Regions from separate parts of the Pan troglodytes genome. Here region 2 is linked to region 1. Evidence: chromatin contacts called from public capture Hi-C data. All regions are on one chromosome and are shown on one strand. The core of a region is the stretch at or near the end of the contact, and the rest is flanking DNA. Distances in the headings are between cores, read along the strand shown.

Evidence for each region. Capture Hi-C pulls out chosen DNA fragments and counts their contacts.
Region 2: a contact with region 1 is called in a capture Hi-C map of stem cell-derived neural stem cells, with 3 times the contacts expected there. The contact joins two enhancer-like sites. A contact is called at or near these places in 1 of 7 Hi-C or Micro-C datasets (stem cell-derived neural progenitor cells) and 1 of 1 other capture datasets (stem cell-derived neural stem cells).

What each region holds. Positions count from the first base shown.
Region 1 is chr21:52,484,555-52,488,300 of NHGRI_mPanTro3-v2.0_pri, reverse strand. The region is part of intron 4 of CDH22 (cadherin 22); the gene reads left to right. Among named protein-coding and RNA genes, the nearest start is that of CDH22, 87 kb to the left of the region's middle. Within about 2 kb of position 2,305, at least 7 of the 24 cell types and tissues checked have an H3K27ac peak or open chromatin away from gene starts, as enhancers often do. A contact at or near this core is called in stem cell-derived neural progenitor cells and stem cell-derived neural stem cells, where this site is marked.
Region 2 is chr21:52,613,330-52,617,563 of NHGRI_mPanTro3-v2.0_pri, reverse strand. SLC35C2 (solute carrier family 35 member C2) reads left to right here. Exons shown (of 10, transcript NM_001280116.1): 8 at 659-834; 9 at 1,995-2,124; 10 at 2,361-2,939. The coding sequence ends at 2,491. Among named protein-coding and RNA genes, the nearest start is that of SLC35C2, 13 kb to the left of the region's middle. Within about 2 kb of position 2,308, at least 7 of the 24 cell types and tissues checked have an H3K27ac peak or open chromatin away from gene starts, as enhancers often do. A contact at or near this core is called in stem cell-derived neural progenitor cells and stem cell-derived neural stem cells, where this site is marked.

The sequences.
Region 1 (3,746 bases), core at 1,056-3,555:
GAAGGATCAGAGAGTGGGGAGGACATGAGAGTGGGAAGGACAGCCAGTTTCTAAGAAACAGCATCCCCCGCAGCAGAGGGCCCAGAAGATGGTGACAACTGGGAGGCCACCGGGCCTGGGGGAGCAGAACAGTTCCCAAGAGGTCAGAAAGTGAGGACCAGGCAAGGCAGTCGAAGGAGTTCAAATGGGGTCCCTGCTCCAGAGCCCCTCAACTCTTCAATCTGAAAGGGTCCTTTCTGGCACGTCCCAGGAAGAACCAGGTTTTGCCTCCCCTTGCCCACAGCCCCACGGCAAGAGCTGCCCTGGTGCCATTCCCAGCCCCAGCTCTATTTCCCCCACCAGGAATATTCTGCTGATGCGGGTCTATATTTAGCAGCTGCTGCGAGGTACAGTCTGTTCTTGCTGTGCAGATAGCAGGGAGCAGAGCCGGAACGGGGCCTGGGAGGAAGGTGTGAGGGAAGGGAGGAGGCGGGGCGCCGCGAGGCCCCAATGCCAGAGGAGGAATTAACTTGTGTGTTTTAAAGGCCAGGCCTGCCAGCAGGCCCCCCACAGGGGCGACAGGGATGGCATTTGTGGGCTAATGAGGCATCACACGGGCTCCAGGGCCCCTTTTGCAGCATTTGGAGGGGACGGCAGGGGAGGCCAGGACAACAGCTGGAACTGGGGACGATGGGTGAAGACAAGGCTGCGGGAGCTGAGGCCAGGTTATAATTACCAGCCCCCGCCCACCACCACCCCAGCAGGAATAGAAATGTTCTCCGAGATTTCAAGATCTCTGCTGAAAATTGTCAACTGAGCCAGAGTCATCCATTTTACAGGGAGGGAATGAAACTAACATTTGTTGAGCACCTTCTAAGTGCCAGATCCTGGGGTCAGGATAATGAACTAGACCGGTTTCTGCCCTCACGGAGCTTCTGCTCCAGCAGAGAAGCAAATGGATAGCTACACCCAGGCTGTGAGAGGGGCAGTGGAGGGGCACTGGGAGTCAGCCAGTCAAAACGTCATTTGAGCACTTGCTGTGTGCCAGGCCCTATAGACACGAGATGAACAAGACCAGCATGGATTTCTGCCTCTGTGAAACTTATTTATGGAGGTACTCAATCCAGAACTTGAGGAAAGAGATCAGCAAGGCATCTCCAAAATGTGAGGCCTGCTGCTGGAAGCTTCCTCTCATTCAGTCCTCTCAACAGCCCTACCAGGTGGGTGTCTCCATTTCACATAAGAGGACACAGAGGCTCAGAGAGGCCCAGGAACTTGCCCATGGTCAGCTAGCATGTAAATGGTGGAAGGAAGACTTGAGCCCATATCTGTCTGGCCCCAGAGTCCTCCTGCAGCCTATCTGAGTCTGTGCAGCCCCAGCACCTGTAGTAGGCCCTCGGCAAGACTGTAATGAATGAATGAGTGAACGGATGAAGTCAAAGAGCCAGAAGCTTTCAAGAACAACTTCATGGACTGTTTTGGAATATTTGTACCCCTAGATCTCTCAGAGGGCAATAGTCTCCACCGTGCTTCTCCCAACATCAGGAGGAAGACAGTGGAGTGGAACATAGTAGATAGGAAAATATGTTATCAATTCCTCCCCGCCCTGCACACGGCTGCTTACTAATGTGACTTTGCCACTGTTCTGGGCAAGAGGTGGAGTCTGTTTCCCTACCCCTTGAACCTGGGTTCGCCTGGGACTACTTTGGCCAATAGAATGTGGCAGAAGTGATGTTATGCAAATTCTGACATTAGGCCTTAAGAGACCTTGCAGCTTTCACTTTTACTGTCCTGGAACACAGTCCTGAGACTGCTATGTAAGGAAGCCAGCCTACTGGAGGATGAAAGAACCAATGTGTCCCCGCCGACAGCCAAGACCAACTGCCAGACATGTAAATGAGCCATCTTGGACCTTCCAGTCAGCTGCTCCTCCGGTTTAGGCTCAGATGCGTGAGTAAGCCCAGACAAAATCAGCAGAGGAATGGCCCAGCCAACTGGATTTCTCTATCAGTCATCTAGAGCTATGTAAAAAAAAAAAAAAAAAAGAAAAAAAAAAACCCAAAACCTGGTAGCTTAAAGCAACAATAATTTATTATTTGTCACAATTTGGTGTGTCAGCTTGGCAGTTATTTTGCTGGGGTCACTCATGCAGCAACAGTCAGCTGTCGGGTCGCTGGGAGTGACTTCACTGGGACAGCTGGCAGGACTAGGCCTCCCTCTCCATGTGGCCTTTTATCCTGGGCTTCTTCACAGTACAATGGTCTCAGGATTCCAAGAGGACAGGCCGCAGCATACAGGGGCTTATCAAACCTCTGCTTTTGTCGCACTTGCTGATGTCCTATTGGCCAAAGCACACTTGCTGATGTCCCATTGGCCAGAGTCAGTGTGGGAGGGAATGACCCAAGGGCGTGGATACCGGAAGGTGTGGTTCACTGGGCACTGTCACCATAGCAACCTACCCTGTTCCCTGGATCCCGAGAACAAGGCCCAGGGGGCCCAACTCACACACACCCAGAGATGGCACCTGAATCCTACACACCACAAGGCTTCAGGACCAGTTTCCAAGTGAGAAGAGTGTCGTGTCCCCAGTTCCTCAGGAGCTGGAAGTGACAGGGACAGCAAAGAAGGCAGCCACGTGGAGCCTCTCTCACTCACAGAGGTGGAGCCAGGCCCCTGCTCCAGTCCCCACTCAGAGCTGGGACACTGAGCCTTTGGTGCCCAAGCCCATAGATACACAGTGACTCCACATCCTACCACGAATCCTGTACATTCACTGAGGTCCTGGATGGCAAGTGACCAGCACAAAGCTTAGCACACAGCAAGTGCTCGGCTAAAGTCACTCCCTCTCCACCTTTCCACCTGGGATCCCCTGCTCCCTGGCCTGGTGGCTGCTGCACTGTAAGCCTACCTGCCCTCCCCTCCCCACCCCCCACCATCTTTCTTCACCCTTCCTGCGTCTCCCTCTCTGTTTTCTGTATGTCTGTTCCCGCTCTCTCAGTTGTTCTTTGCCCATTTTTCTTCCCTCCTTTCTTTCTCTTCCTCTTTGTTTCTCTCTAGGTCTCTGTTTCTCTCTTACTGTCTCTTTCTGGGTATCTCTGGCTTTCTCTCTGGTTTATCTACCTCCCCCCGCAATCTTCCCTTCTCTCTTTTTCTGTCCCTTTCAGTCTCCCTCTCTGTCTGTTCCCCTCCCTTCCCCTCCCCTACCTTCCTTTCTTCCCTTCCTCTCTGTCTCTTTCCTCCTGTCTCTCACTAGGTTTCTCCCTGTCTCTCTTTCCCTGGGACTCCTTTTCTTCTTTCTCTCCTCTTCCCTGTCCATCACCTTCGCTCTCTTCCTCCCCTCTGTCTGCCTTCCGTTCTCTCTTTCCAACCCCCCAGGGTGGAGAATATGACACACCCCACCTTCCCTGTACAGCCCCTGCTGTCCAGGGCTGCAAAGCCTCAGCGTCCTGGCTATGCACTTTCTACACGTGTGACCTTCAACAAGGTACTTAGCCTCTCCGTGCCTCTGTCTCCTCATCTGTAAAACAGGTATAATCACAGCACCTTCCACATATGAATATTGAGAGGATTAAATGAGGCAATTCACCTAAGGTGATTAGAATAATGCCGGACACAGAGCAAATGCACATAAACATTAGTTGTTTTTATTACATGTAATTCTCATGAGATGAAATCCTATACGAGTGGTTCTCAACCAATCTTGCCCCAGGGTCCATTTGACAATGTCTGGAGACAGTTTTGGAACTAAGGCGACGGTTAGTGCTGCT
Region 2 (4,234 bases), core at 1,059-3,558, 130 kb before region 1:
CCCATCATCATCCCGCTAGGATCCCATCATCATCCCGCTAGGATCCCATCATCATCCCGCTAGGATCCCATCATCATCCCGCTAGGATCCCATCATCATCCCGCTAGGATCCCATCATCATCCCGCTAGGATCCCCATCATCCCGCTAGGATCCCCATCATCCCGCTAGGATCCCCATCATCCCGCTAGGATCCCATCATCATCCCGCTAGGATCCCCATCATCCCGCTAGGATCCCCATCATCCCACTAGGATCCCATCATCCCGCTAGGATCCCATCATCATCCCGCTAGGATCCCATCATCATCCCGCTAGGATCCCATCATCATCCCGCTAGGATCCCCATCATCCCGCTAGGATCCCCATCATCCCGCTAGGATCCCCATCATCCCGCTAGGATCCGCATCATCCTGCTAGGATCTGGCTTGTATTGCCCCCAGGCTCTCTGGCAGCCATCACTGCTTCCCTGGTTTCCCCAGGTCTCAGGCCATCTGTGTGGGATCACTTTATACCTTCCATGCTTTTTCTCTGGGCTGCAGACAGTTAGCAGGTCTCAGTAAGGACTCACTACTACAATGGAAGATCTTGTGTGGTTGGCATTGGGCTGGCCGAGGCAGCCCAGGACCCGGCCTCCCACTCTCTCTCCCTGTTGCTTTCAGGTCTCCATTTGTCCACATCTGAGAAAATCTTCCGTTTCCAGGACACAGGGCTGCTCCTGCGGGTACTTGGGAGCCTCTTCCTTGGCGGGATTCTCGCCTTTGGTTTGGGCTTCTCTGAGTTCCTCCTGGTCTCCAGAACCTCCAGCCTCACTCTCTCCATTGCTGGCATTTTTAAGGTACAGACTCGGGCGTGATGCCAGTCCTGTCTTAGAGAGGGAGCCCCCAGGGGTTTCTCACCAGCAGCTTCAGTCCCAGCTCCTGCACCCCAGGGCCCTGCAGAGAAGAGAAGGAAGTGCCCCATTAGGTGCCAGGCACTTTGCTGAGTGCTGTGCTGGCCCGTCCTTCTGCCTTGACCACAGCCCTGTGAGAGGGTATGATCACTCCCATCCCACAGACAGGGACACAGATGGAGAGCCGCCCCTCCCCAAGGGCACAGCAGGGGCCTCAAAGCCAGCTCTGACTCCGCCAGGCCTGGAACGCATTCACATTTTACCTTGACTGCCAACTCTGGCACTGGGCAGTGGCCTGGAGCCACAGGTTGAACAGCCCCTATCCAGACTCATCAGGAAAGAGTTCCGTGATTGACTGGCGGTGTCCTCCAAGGCCATGGCCAGGGCTAGTGAGACCCTGAGAAAGCACCCCTGTGGCCAGCCTTGCTGTACCTCTGCCTCGCAGGCCTGTCCTTCCCTCTCATACCTCTTCTCACTTCTCCCTCTCCCTCCCACACATTTCAACAGTCCTCCCTGTTCAGGGGCAGGGAGGGACTTTTCTCTTTGGCCAGGCACACACCAGTATTGAAGCAGTGTTGCCTAAACCCAGAAATGCAGGCCTGTCCGAGGGTCTTCTGGTGGCCAGCCGCATGCTGAGGCATGGCTGTGGTTCTTGGATGAACGGCCTTGCCAGTCCTATTTGGAGTCTCTGTTTATAGAGAGCCCCGGGACCAGTTGTGTCTTCAGTCCGGGGTAACACAGCATTCTCACACATAGGCTCAGGGCTCTCTTCTGTGGCTGCCTTCTGGGGCAGCCGTCCTTTATCCTTGTGGATAAGGCGCGATCTGGACACCCTGGTCCCCAGCCTGGGATCTGGTTTGCCTCTTTTATTCCTGACAGAATTCCATGACAAGCACCTCCTTTGTTGCATCTCACAGAAGGAGGCTAGCGGGACAGCGCCGCAAGCCGGCCGGGTCCCCTGACCTCTCTGCCTGCCTGGGCCCAGGATTTCAGGCAGATCTTGATCTGCCCACCTGAGTGTACCTAGTGCCCCCACCTTCCACCCTCCGGGTCAAGCAGCCAAATCTGCCTGTTGATCATGCTCCCTCCTGCTTCTCTGCACCCAGGAAGTCTGCACTTTGCTGTTGGCAGCTCATCTGCTGGGCGATCAGATCAGCCTCCTGAACTGGCTGGGCTTCGCCCTCTGCCTCTCGGGAATATCCCTCCATGTTGCCCTCAAAGCCCTGCATTCCAGAGGTAACCCAGAGTCCCTTCCAGAAGCCTCTGTTTTCTGTTCTTCTCCCTGTGACTCTTAGTGATTCTGATGCAGGAAGTGTGCCCGGTGGCTCTGCTGCCGTCACTCCTCTAGGAAGATGTGGGGGTCATCTCCAGAGTGGGTGGGTGGGGCCTGGGTGACTCAGCACACATGCAAATCAGAGCAAACCAAGAAAACCACGACTGGGCCTGTAACTGTGGTCTCTCTCTATCCCAAGGTGATGGTGGCCCCAAGGCCTTGAAGGGGCTGGGCTCCAGCCCCGACCTGGAGCTGCTGCTCCGGAGCAGCCAGCGGGAGGAAGGTGACAATGAGGAGGAGGAGTACTTTGTGGCCCAGGGGCAGCAGTGACCGGCCAGGGCAAATGGCTTAGAAGCAGGCCACTCCCCACCCTGCTGCCAGCACTCACTGTGCTCAAGCCGCCGGGGCTCATCATGGTAGCTGGGAGCTGTGGACGGGAGTCACCAGGTGGTGGGACCAAGCCAGGGACTCATGACTTTTGCCCCTCCCTTCAGAGCCTGGTCACACAAGGGGCGAGCACCAGGCCAGCCTGGGACTGGCCAGAGCTGGGCCCAAGCTGTGCTGGAATCACAGCAGGAGAGGGGAGTGGGCTGGTTCTTCCCACCACTTCCCAGGCTCTGACAGCCGAGACTCATTTCCAAGGCACAGCAGCTTTCTAAAGGGACTGAGTTTGGACTGGGTTTTGGACCTCGAGGGGCTGGAGCTTCATCACCTGGGCAGTGTCTTTTCTCAGAGAGCAGGTTTCTTTATAGTTTGGAAATAAATGGTTCACGGTCCACTGGCCGCCTTGTGTTGCTGGAGACGTGGGGGCAGGGAGGGGACAGTGTGGGCCTGGCCTCTCCTTTCCCTGCCTGGAGCCTTCTTCAAATGTCTGGTCTTAAGCCAGGCCTCCTTCATTTTCTCGCTCCTGTTCCCCAATGGGGCCCCACTGCACCTGCTGGCAGGAAATAAATGAATGTTTACTGAGTACTGCATTCCGGAGACCTTAACATGTTTTCACAGCCTAGTTTGAATCCTGGCTTTGTCACTAGCTGTGTGACCCTAAGCAAATGACCTAACCTGTCTGTGCCGTAGTTTTTTAATCTGTGAAATGGGGATAATGTCTATCTCAGAGTCCTTTTGAAGATTGAGTCATTATTAGTAACAGATTAAATGTTATATAAGCATTTCTTTTAATCCTTTTAACAACTAAGAGACTAAAGCCTGGAAAAGATAAAGAGCTGCTTAAGTGGCCGGGCTGAGGTTCACGTCCAAGTCTGTGTACGTCTGTGTGTGCACGTGCTGCACGTGACATCCACACAGCCTCCTGGAACTTCATGGGCCCCTGGGGCTTGGGCTTTCCACTCCTCCTTGGCCAAGTCCCACGTCTTCTCTAGACTGCAGGCCTCTCTCAAATGAGGAAGGGAGGGGGCAAGACCCCAGCTCTGATGTGCTGTGGACTGAGTCTACTCCTGTAAACTGGTTCCCGGGCCCTGGGAGACCCCCGCCGTTGGGGACAAAACTTTCCAGGCGAAGTGCTCCTAGGCACTCACAGCAGGTGGCGCCATTGCACCACACTGGCTCCCAGAGCCCAGCTGCCCTGCCACGGCTATCCAGACACCAGCAGAAAAGGGGTGCTTGGAAGAGGACAGTGGGTATCCATGGGTGGGGACAAGGATGGGGCTTGTTCTAAAATTGTTTCCATCAGGTTGGAGTCACTAAAGCTCGTTCAGTTAAGCCCAGGAGAACTTTAATACTTTAAAAATGGGTCTCCAAACTTCCTGTAAAGGGCCAGATAGTAAATATTTGGGGTTTGGGGACCATATGGTGTCTGTTGCAGCTACTCTGCCATCGTAGCACAAAAGCAGCCATAGATGACACAGACCCAGGGTGTGGCTGTCCCAGTGAAACCTCATTTACAAAAGTAGGATCCAGCTTGCTGGCTGAAGTTTACCAGCAGGAGAACCCTCAAGAATTCTCGAGTCCAACTTCCACTTCTGCAGCAGGAGACTGAAGCCAGGAGGGGGCGGTAACTAGCCCAAGGCCCTCAGAGCCTCCGTGCTCAGGAGTCAGACCGAGATCTGCCTCTAATTC